Linked DNA regions of Mus musculus: region 1 is linked to region 2. The links are chromatin contacts, called in public HiChIP or PLAC-seq maps. All regions are on one chromosome and are shown on one strand. The core of a region is the stretch at or near the end of the contact, and the rest is flanking DNA. Distances in the headings are between cores, read along the strand shown. Region 1 holds the start of Vsx2 (visual system homeobox 2). Region 2 holds the start of Acot2 (acyl-CoA thioesterase 2).

Region 1 (5,288 bases), core at 2,099-4,598, 580 kb after region 2:
GCACATAGAGAACAGAGAATAACCCAGGATGTTCTTTCTCTAGGAAGCCTGTTTTTATTTTGGTTTTGGTTTTGAATTTGTTTATTTTTTTTAAAGATTTATTTTTTATTTATATGAGTACACTGTAGCTATCTTCAGACACACACCAGAAGAGTGTCTCAGACCCCATTACAGATGGTTGTGAGCCACCATGTGGTTGCTGGGAATTGAACTCAGGACCTCTGGAAGAGCAGTCCGTGCTCCTAACCAACTGAGCCATCGCTCCAGCCCAATTTGTTTATTTTTTAGACAGAGTCTCTCCCAGGGGGTCGCTGATTAGGAACTGGACTGGAAGTTTGGTTTCTTTTCCTACTGTTGTGATAAAATACTCTGACTAAAGGATTAATACAGAAAGTTTATTCTGTGTCAAGGTTCCAAAGTACAGTCTATCTCTGCCGAGAATTCAGCGTGGCAGGAGCTTGAAATATCTGGTCACACTGAATGCAAAATCAGGGAGCAGCGACTGATGGACGTGTGTTGCTGCTTAGTGCCTTCCTCTTTATTTTATTTATGTTTTATGTATATTTATATACACATGTATTTGTGTGTATGTACACACACACACACACACACACACACACACACACACACACACACACACACATTCTATATGTATGTCAGCACCCAAGGGAGCCAGAAGAGGGCACTGGATCCTCTGGAACTGGAGTTACTGACAGTTGTCAGTCACCAGTGTGGATGCTGGCCATCACACTCAGGACCTCTGGAAAGAGCAATGTGTCCAGCCCAGCTTTCTTACTTATAGAATCAAGGATCTCAGCCAGGACATGGTATCACTCACAGTGAGAGTGTCTCTCCACCTCAACTCCTGCAATCAAGATAATTTTCCAGGGCTTGAAGAGATGGCTCTGGCAGTGAAGATTACTCGCTACTATTACAGAGTTTGGTTCCCAACACTCGCATCAGACAGCTCATAACTGCCCACGACTCCGGTTGAAGGGATCTGATGCAGGCTTCTGGCCTCCAGGGGCAGCTCTACTCCCATATGGCACACCCCTACACAGAGACACATGAATGAAATCAAACACATACATACAAATAAGAAATATTTTTAAAGGGTGACCCTCCATAGACACGCTGAGTGGCCTATCTCCCAGGTGATTCTAGATTCTGTTACATGGCAATTGTCATAACTATCACAGCAGGCTAGCACCAGCAAGGCCCAGAGACCTGCCTGCCTCGCACTGAGTTTACAGTTCTGCCTGCCACGCCCAGCTTCTTCCCTGGGTGCCAGGGATTGGACTCAGTTCCTGCTTGCACAGTGAGTGTTTACCCAACTGAGCCGTAGCCTCAGTTCCTGTTTTGATCTTGTTTTGTTTTCGAGAACAGGGTCTTAGGTAGTCCAGGCTGGCCTTGAACTCACTATGTACCTACAGATGGTCTTGAACTCTGCTTCTCCAGCCTCTGCCTCCCAGGCGCTCAGATTACAATGTGTGCTGCCAAACCCAGCTCAACAAAGCTTAAGTTCCTTCCTGGTGTCTCTTACCTGTCAATCTGTCCCTGTAGAGGCCACCGAGAATACCAGACACCATGGTAGCCAACCGAGGAGAGCTAGAAGGTTCCCCTTGCTTTGAAGGTTTGCAGCTGACAAGCCAAGATGCTCCAAATGAAATCTCCCGGCAGTCTCATTTCCCATTCTGCTCAAAGTGACTAGCCCTGTCCTCACCTTCTTCCTGAAGGGCAAAGAACCATCCATTAAAACTCATCTTTTCTGGTGATGGTGGCGCAGGCCTTTAATCCCAGCACTAAGGAGGCAGAGGTAGGTGGATCTCTGTGAGTTCAAGTCCAGACTGGCCTATAGACTGAGTTTCAGACAGCCAAAGCTACACAGAGACACCCTGCCTCAAAAACAACAAAAACAAAAACCCTAAACCAACCAACCAACAACAAAAACAAAAAACAAAACAAAAGCAATCCCCCTGCCTCATCATATGTTCTATATAGTGGATAGAGAAGCCCCCCAATTAATAAAGTGATCTCCAGTTCTGGGAGGGCAACAAGGAGCTAAACTGAAGGTCTAGAATGTGTATGGGACACATGTTCTCCTTGGCTCCTGACACTTAGACCACACTCCAGTCTGAGATATGAAGCAAGGATATTTGAAACACCAGTCCCCACGCCTCCAACTCCAGGTGACTCTCCCAGCCCGCCTGAGCAGGATGCTTCTCACCACACTTCAGCTGTCCCCACTGAGTGCCCTTCTGAAGCCTCTGGAGAAGCAGGCAGTCAAGGGCCCCCAGCAGCTGGGAAAAGCGGCTCCTTTTTAGTTACTCCCCGCTCCCTTCTTCTGCATGGGGCGATCACAGCTTCACACCCTGCCTCTCTGGTTTACTGCAGAACCTCAGGCTTTTGGCTCGAAGCTGCGAGGTACTTGATCCTTACTGACTGTTGGACAGAATAAATACAATCTTCGAGGGAAGCACTCCACGCTCATTCTCTGAGGACGTTTAGAAAGACAGCTGGATAGTCAAGTCGGCCCCCAAATGAAATCCCAGCCCTCGGGAGGACAGTACAGGAGAATGTTGAGTTTGAGAACAACCCAGACCATATAGAGGTCCTGTCTTAAACCACAAGGAAAAAAGAGGTGGCGTGGTGGGGGCGGGGTGGTGGTGGTGGAGTAAGGAGGACTGGATAAGGATAGGAGGGGAGGAAGGCCCCATATTTGTTGTCAACGAAAACCCTCTCTGTTTCTCTTTCCCACGAGGGCTCGATCCTAACCCTGATCCCTTTAACGTGGGCCAGTATTTATTGAACAGCTCTTCTGAAATGAACATAATGTCCCGTGCTGGGGAGATAACTCTACCCACACATCTCCCTCTGCACAGCTAAGCACCTTTCTGTATTCTCATGCCCAGCGCTCGGTCCAGGGCCCTCCAGCCTTCCTTGTCCCGTGTCTGAGTCTATTTGAGGCTGCTTAGTTAAGGGAGGGGGAGAGGTCTCCTAGCCTTTGCGTTCAGACCATCCCCACACCCCCAACCCTACCCCAGGGATCTGTCGCAGCTAACCTAGGCACTGGTCCCAGCCAGGTTATACAGCTCAAAACCGCTATCCACGGTATCTCCTGGAATAACCCCAAACCTGGCTGTTTCACCTCTGTCCCTGCAAGGGCACCCTGCAGAGCCCACCACACTTGGGCCTGCTGCGCCCTGGCCCCTCGATACCGGTGGCGGCGGGAGCTGCCAGCTTTTTGGAATTCCTAATCGCTCCTGGCCCTGGTGATTGGCTGTTCAGCTCTGACCCCACTTGGGCTGCCGCCTGGTTGGATAAAAAGGGAATCTCCTTGGGGCTCCAGAGCATTAGACACCGGAGGGGGCACCTGGGACCAACTTCACGAAGCGGGGAGCCCGGCGGGGGGGCTTGGGGGAGCAAAAGACCCGCGGCCTCAGCCCCTCCAAAGAACCGGGAGATGACGGGGAAAGCGGGGGAAGCGCTGAGCAAGCCCAAATCCGAGACAGTGGCCAAGAGTACCTCGGGGGGCGCCCCGGCCAGGTGCACAGGGTTCGGCATCCAGGAGATCCTAGGCTTGAACAAGGAGCCTCCCAGCTCCCACCCGCGGGCTGCCCTCGACGGCCTGGCCCCTGGGCATTTGTTAGCTGCGCGCTCCGTTCTCAGCCCGGCAGGAGTGGGCAGCATGGGGCTGCTGGGGCCCGGGGGACTTCCCGGCTTCTACACACAGCCCACCTTCTTGGAAGTGCTGTCCGATCCGCAGAGCGTCCACTTGCAGCCACTAGGCAGAGCGTCGGGGCCGCTGGACACCAGCCAGACGGCCAGCTCCGGTAGGTGAGGGGCGAGGCTGCTCGCCTGCTACACTGCTTGGGAAAGTCACAGTCGGGAGCTGTAGGATCTCGCCTGAGAGCCCCCGACCTCCCCCGGGAGGAAAAGTTCCTGCAGGACAAGGGGTCTCATGCTAGGCCTAAAGTCAACGGGTCCCCGACTAGCGACCCAAACTCCAAGGGTTTTCAGATTCATCTTGTCCGACCCCTGCTCAGTTCTTGGGACCTAGTGTCAGTCCATGCTCTATCGAATATCTGGGTTGGGGCCCCAGTGGATGTTGGCTCCGGGTAGCTGAATCCTTGGCGCATCCTTTTCCTTGGGCCCTAGCTTCACTGCTCCACCGAGGTTCGGGCCTTGGGCAGGACCTGCGCTTCTGAAGCCCGATGCTGTTCCTACTTGTCCCTGTGTCCAAAGTTGCCCCCCTCCCGGTTCCTCCCAGTTTCTGTATTGCTGTACCAAACCCCTACCTATATTGCTTAGCTAAGGTTCGATTTCCTCCCGCTACGAACTGGGAAAATCAAGCCACCATGGTACCCAGAGGGCAGCCATCAGATCTAACCTAAGCGGCACCGGTGTACCGGATCCCGATTTTTATCTGGCTCGAGGACCCTGGATGAGCCTCCTTTCGCCCCGTCAGGGCCACTTCCCTGGCGGTGTGCTCTAGCTCGCCGGTTCTCAGTATTTCCCCAGATTTTTCCTGCCATGATAATGTATTAAATGAAGCAGGACAATGAAAAGTGGTTCATCGCAGGCTCTCTGAACTCGAACAGAAAAACATTTTTGTGGGTGCCCCAAAAGAGACAGCGAACCCGCAGTCTCCAGTCCTTTCCGGAACCCCAGCTCCCGTGCAACAGCCCTGTAATCCTTGGGTCAACTTTTGGATCTGGGAGTTGGAGCTGTTGGCGGAGGGGAAGATCTCGAAGCTTGGAGCACCGCCGGGGGTACCAGCAACGCCGTGCCTGCCTCATTCTCACACGTCCCTGCGTGCAGGCGCACCCCGGCCTTGGCCTCTCTTGCAACGAAATTTATCCAAAATCTGTGGTTTCAAGAGCCGACCTGGAGAAGGTCAGCCTGGGCGTAGGGATGGGGATGGTGACCGGGACCCAGGAGGGCTTCAGTGGAGACCACAGGCCCGCGCGGCTCACAGAGGCTGCAGAAGGTGGGGTCCTCATCGGGTTTTTTTTTTTTTTTTCTTCTTCTTCTTCTTCCCCCGGCGCTGCGGAGCGCACTCCCCATTCCGCTCCCTGCTCGCTTTTCAGATTCCGAAGATGTTTCCTCCAGTGACCGAAAAATGTCCAAATCGGCTTTAAACCAGACCAAGAAGCGTAAGAAGCGGCGACACAGGTAAGGGCCGCACAGTCCTTTCCTGCTCCCATCCCCAGCCATCTCGTCCCGGGCCGGGTGACCCAGATGTCGTTTTCTGCCGATCCCAGATGTGAGGGCCCCGGCTGCACCAG
Region 2 (5,091 bases), core at 1,891-4,390:
TCTCCATTACCTCAGCCTGCCCTCTCCTCCTGCAGGTGATGCTGATGAAGGCTTTCTCATCCCACCAAAGCTGCAGTGGTTTGACATTACCTCCCAAGTGCCGTACTGCTGCTTAAAGATTCCTTAGTTGCTTAGGTTCCAAAGCTGCCAGGTGGTCACCAAGCAACCAAGTCATCAGAATTCCAAATTCCATTCACAGAAGCTGTGGGTTCTGGCGGAGTACACCTTCAATTACTTGTCAAATCTCCTTCTTTGTAAACTGAACTTTGAGAAATTGTTTCATATTTGTTGATTGGCAGCTCACTGGATTTCCTGGCCATTTGTTACAACAAACCCCTCTAGGTCTATACAGGTTCACGCCCCCCCCCCCCCAGGAGCCCTTATATCCTACCAAGAAGAGCCAACCACAGAACACCTGGATACGTAACTCTGGCATTTTCCAGATTACCAGGCAGGTAGCATGAGTGATGAGATAAAGCTGTATCCCAGGTCTGGTCCATCCCCCTCTTACCACCTCTGCTACCACCCCTCCCCCAGTCCAGCTGTGCCCCAAGTCCTGGCTGGATGACGGGGTAATGACATTGTTTTGTGTGGTTTCTGTTTACAAGTGCTTTCTTCAAATCTTGTACGTCAGATAGCTCAACTTCAAGTCTGTAGAAGTGCTGGTCTTCAGGCATCTGCTTGGAAAATTACTTTGTCCCAACAACAGGAAGACTTCCAGGTCCAGCCTTGTCTAATAGACTCAGTGTGTAATATTCATGTGTTACCGTCCTTTTTCTTCTTCAGTTGTACTTAAGCTTTCAAAATTAGCAGGATCCATTTAGTACTTAGTGTTTTGTTAAATTATTTAATGAAGTGTGCTATAAATATGACATTACTGATGCTTAGATACACATTTTTTTAAAAAAACCAATCCTTTTGAGTTAATAAGCTTTCATAACAAAATAAATTAAAATTCTTTTTCTCTTATTTCTTCTTCTTCTTCTTCTTCTTCTTCTTCTTCTTCTTCTTCTTCTTCTTCTTCTTCTTCTTCTGGTTTTTCAAGACAGGGTTTCTCTGTGTAGCCCTGGCTGTCCTAGAACTCACTCTGTAGACCAGGCTGTCCTCAAACTCAGAAATCTGCCTGCCTCTGCCTCCCAAGTGCTGGGATTAGAGGTATTATTATTTTTAAAAGACAAGGGCTGTCTAAGTACTCCTGGCTGTCCTGGCGCTCGCTGTGGAGCCCAGGCTGACCTTGAACTTGCAGTGATTCTCCTGCCTCTGCTGGGACTACAGATATGAGCCAGTGTACCTGGCTTTTTATTGTAGTTTTAATACTTCATTTTAATCATATAGTCTGGCTGCCCAGCATGTCATAGTAAACATGGTTAGGGACCTTGGAGTGTTACAAGCACTGCTGCAACAACTCATTCCCGGGCACTGCCTTTAACAGGTAGTCTTAGACCAGAATGATAGTCTTTTTTTTTTTTTTCTTTTTTTTAACAGATTGCTGGGTGTGGAGGGGAGGTATTTGAGTGCATTTTCTAAATTCTCTTCTCAATATAGGACATCATTGCATGAGAGGCACTTAAAGAATTTAAAGGTCCTTATAGGCAGGGAATGGTGCCCTAAGGTGTAGAATCCAGCATTTCCAGTTGCCTAGCTGTGTGTGCCTTAGCAAATCAGGCTCTCTGGTTCTAATTGTTCACCAAATAGGGTTCTTATTAGGATTAAAAATAAGCTATTATTATTATTTACTTTTTTTGGTTCCTGGGACTGGATGCACAAAATAAGGTTGAAGAATCCATAGTAGCAATACAAAAACAGTTATTTCCAAGTTCCATGACCAGTGCGGTGCGAGGTCATTTGAAACTCGGTGAAAAGTTTTGCCTGGGCAAGATCTTCAAGGTAGATACCCTAGCCTGCTTTTTCTATAAGTGTGATAAAACTCCGACCAAAAACAGCTAGCGGAGGAAAAGGTGTATTTGGCATTCATTTCCTGAGGAAAGTCAAACAGCAACTCAAGCAGGGGGCGTGAACCACAGGGGAGCAATGACTTGTTTCCCTACACACACACACACACACACACACACACACACACCGTTTGTATGTCTCTGATCCCTAGAGTTGAACTTGCAGAATGCTGTGAGCTCCCTTATGGCTGAGGGAAATGAGTTCAAGTCCTTCGGAAGAACAGCCTGTACTTTTAACCTCTGAGCTAATTCTCCAGGCCCCATCCCCACCCCCAGCTTTCTAATAAAATCTAGCTGACCTGCCCAGCGTGGAACCTCCCGCAGTGGGCTAGGTCCTCCCACACAAACCATCAGTGACACATAGGCCAATATGATACAGGCATTGCCCCAAGTGAGGATCCCTGCCTATTCCAAGGTGTTTCTAGTTTGGGTCAAGTAAACAAAATCTAACACAGTTGTCTTCTTAGGAACAGAGACAAATACAACTTATATAGTCTCAGGTTTCTGTAATAATAAAGATGTGCAATAATCCTTGTAAGGTTTAAGGCCTTGGAAGAAAAAAAAATCACTGATTGGAAGCAATAGCTTATATAACACTTGGGAAATGTGTAAAATCCGGGATGAGTAGGAAAAAGTGTTTGCCTAGAGGGTCAAAAGACGAGCTCAATGTAAACTATGACATCATTTGACTATTTTTACACGAGTGTGGAATGTAGGTAAAGGGTCACACAGCCCATGAGACATTAAGGCCATTGGACATGGACATTAATGTGTAGACTAAGCACGCGCAAACAGCACACAAACAAAATATCATGATGCACGTTTTTGAAAGAACAGTCCTAAGATTAGTAACGAGTGTCTATTACTCTAGGACGTGATGAAACTCAATTGCAATCTCACATTCTTGACTCTGCAACCTTAGGAATTTGGCGACTGGAGGTTTCATTGGGTGAGAGGCTTTTAAGAGCGAGCCCTGGTCCAGCCCACTTTTCATGGGGTAAAGAGCACCTGAAAAACAGTGCTAGGTTCCGGATATAACGGAGTCTTAACGCACAGACGCCTTAGTCAAAGCGTCACTACTACTTTTGCTTTTGTTGCTTGCTTTGCTCTGTGATCCTCCCAGCTCAGCAAGCACACAGCTCAGTCTAAGGACTGCAGGCAGGCAGCTGGCCACTAGAGGATCTCTTAACTTTCTCTGCGGAACCGAGGGCTGAAGTCAACGACGCAAAATGGTGGCCTCGTCTTTCGCTGTCCTGAGAGCAAGCAGGTTGTGCCAACAGGATTGGAAGAGCTGGGCGCGGCTGTTTGTACCTCCGCCGCTCAGCACTGGTGGCCGGACCACTTGGGCGCGGACAAATGCGACGCTGAGCGTAGAGCCCGAGGGCCGCAGCTGCTGGGACGAGCCGCTGAGCATCGCCGTGCGCGGCCTGGCCCCCGAGCAGCCCGTCACGCTGCGCTCTGCCTTGCGCGACGAGAAGGGCGCGCTCTTCCGAGCCCACGCGCGCTACCGCGCCGACGCTGGCGGCGAGCTGAACCTGGCGCGCGCGCCCGCGCTGGGCGGCAGCTTCTCGGGGCTCGAGCCCATGGGGCTGCTCTGGGCCATGGAGCCCGAACGGCCTCTCTGGCGCCTGATCAAGCGCGACGTGCAGACGCCCTTCTTGGTGGAGCTGGAGGTGCTGGACGGACACGAGCCCGATGGCGGGCAGCGGCTGGCGCAGGCGGTGCACGAGCGTCACTTCTTGGCTCCCGGGGTGCGGCGCGTGCCCGTACGAGAGGGCCGGGTGCGCGCCACGCTCTTCCTGCCCCCAGGTGAGCAGCCCTCCACATTTCCCTTTGCTCAAAGTTCCCTGTGGGTGTTTGTTTGTTTGTTTGCTTTTGGTTTTTTTTGAGACAGGGTTTCTTGTATAGCCCTGGCTGTCCTGGAACTCACTCTAGACCAGGCTGGCCTCGAACTCAGAAGTGAAGAAAAGGGTAGCTCCAAATGATCTAGGACTTGGTGGGAAGGAGATAGGACTGGACTGGACTGGACTGGACCGGAAGAAGCCTGTTATAGTGATGCTGTTTGCCTGAAGCTGGTCCTTCAATTCCGCTGCTAAATTAAAAGGGCATCATAAGACAAGGGGAGAGGCTCCTAATAATAAAGTCCGCAGTGTTACACCCACATCCCCTAATGTTCTTTTAGAATGTCTTCTGTCTTTTCTTGTGGCAGTGTGGGAACTCAAACTTGGCAAGCACTCTTCTACGAAGTTTCCAATATTTTTAATTTTTCTTGGTTTTTAGCTGCATATGGAGGTTCCAGCAAAGGAGGCAGGAGAATCAACAGAACTCTCAGGCAGTGATGGGGGAAAGAACTCTCAGGAGAAGCCATTAGTATTCTGACATTGAGACAAGCTTCATACACTTGGGCTAGAGGGTGTGGCTCCGTTGGTAGAGTGCTTGCTTGGAGTAGTACTGGGTGCTATCCCCAGCACAGGGTAAACCTGGCAAGAAGGCACAGCACTGCAATCCCAGCACCCACAGGTCGAGGTGGGAGAACCAGAAGCTCTCGTTCATTGTTGGCTACAGAGCCTTACTGGGTTATACCGGTATATTAGATGGTCTTGCCTCAAAATAACAACAACAAAAATGGCTAAGTAAGCAAAATCAACAAAATATTTAAATGACAACTAAAAGTGGTTAAAGAGAGGTACACACACACCCATGGGCATGATGAAGAAGGAATTTTCAAGGGCCCCTTCTATCTTAGTATGCATCTGTTCGTGAGCAGGTGCTGGCCCAGTGTTTGCTCTGTTCTTGTTTAAATTGGTCATGTGGAAGACAAGCCTCTTTTTTCAAAGACTTACTTATTTTATTTATATAAGTCCACTGTAGCTGTCTTCAGATGCACCAGAAGAGGGCATCAGATCCCATCACATGGTTGTGAGCCACCATGTGGTTGCTGGGAACTGAACCCAGGGCCTCTGGAAAAAGAACAGTCAGTGCTCTTAACCGCTGAGCCATCTCTCTAGCCCTGACAAGCCTCTTTATACGAATGGGAAAAAAATGTTTAGGGCATGAATTCATGTAGAATGAACATGTAGCCTTTTCTAATCTATATGTACTCGCTTAGCAGAATGTATTTGCGATTCATGGGGTCTTC

What was found. HiChIP or PLAC-seq counts read pairs in DNA pulled down with a chosen protein or histone mark.
Region 1: a contact with region 2 is called in an H3K4me3 HiChIP or PLAC-seq map of bone marrow-derived macrophages, with 4 times the contacts expected there. The contact joins the promoter of Vsx2 here to the promoter of Acot2 in region 2. A contact is called at or near these places in 2 of 115 datasets of contacts at active chromatin or transcription factors (bone marrow-derived macrophages and large pre-B cells).

What each region holds. Positions count from the first base shown.
Region 1 is chr12:84,566,480-84,571,767 of GRCm38.p6, forward strand. It overlaps Vsx2 (visual system homeobox 2), which reads left to right and starts at 3,349. Exons shown (of 5, transcript NM_007701.3): 1 at 3,349-3,833; 2 at 5,091-5,175. The coding sequence starts at 3,464.
Region 2 is chr12:83,984,721-83,989,811 of GRCm38.p6, forward strand. Acot2 (acyl-CoA thioesterase 2) reads left to right here and starts at 3,141. Exons shown (of 3, transcript NM_134188.3): 1 at 3,141-3,761. The coding sequence starts at 3,182. It overlaps Heatr4 (HEAT repeat containing 4), which reads right to left and starts at 114. Exons shown (of 17, transcript NM_001376939.1): 1 at 11-114.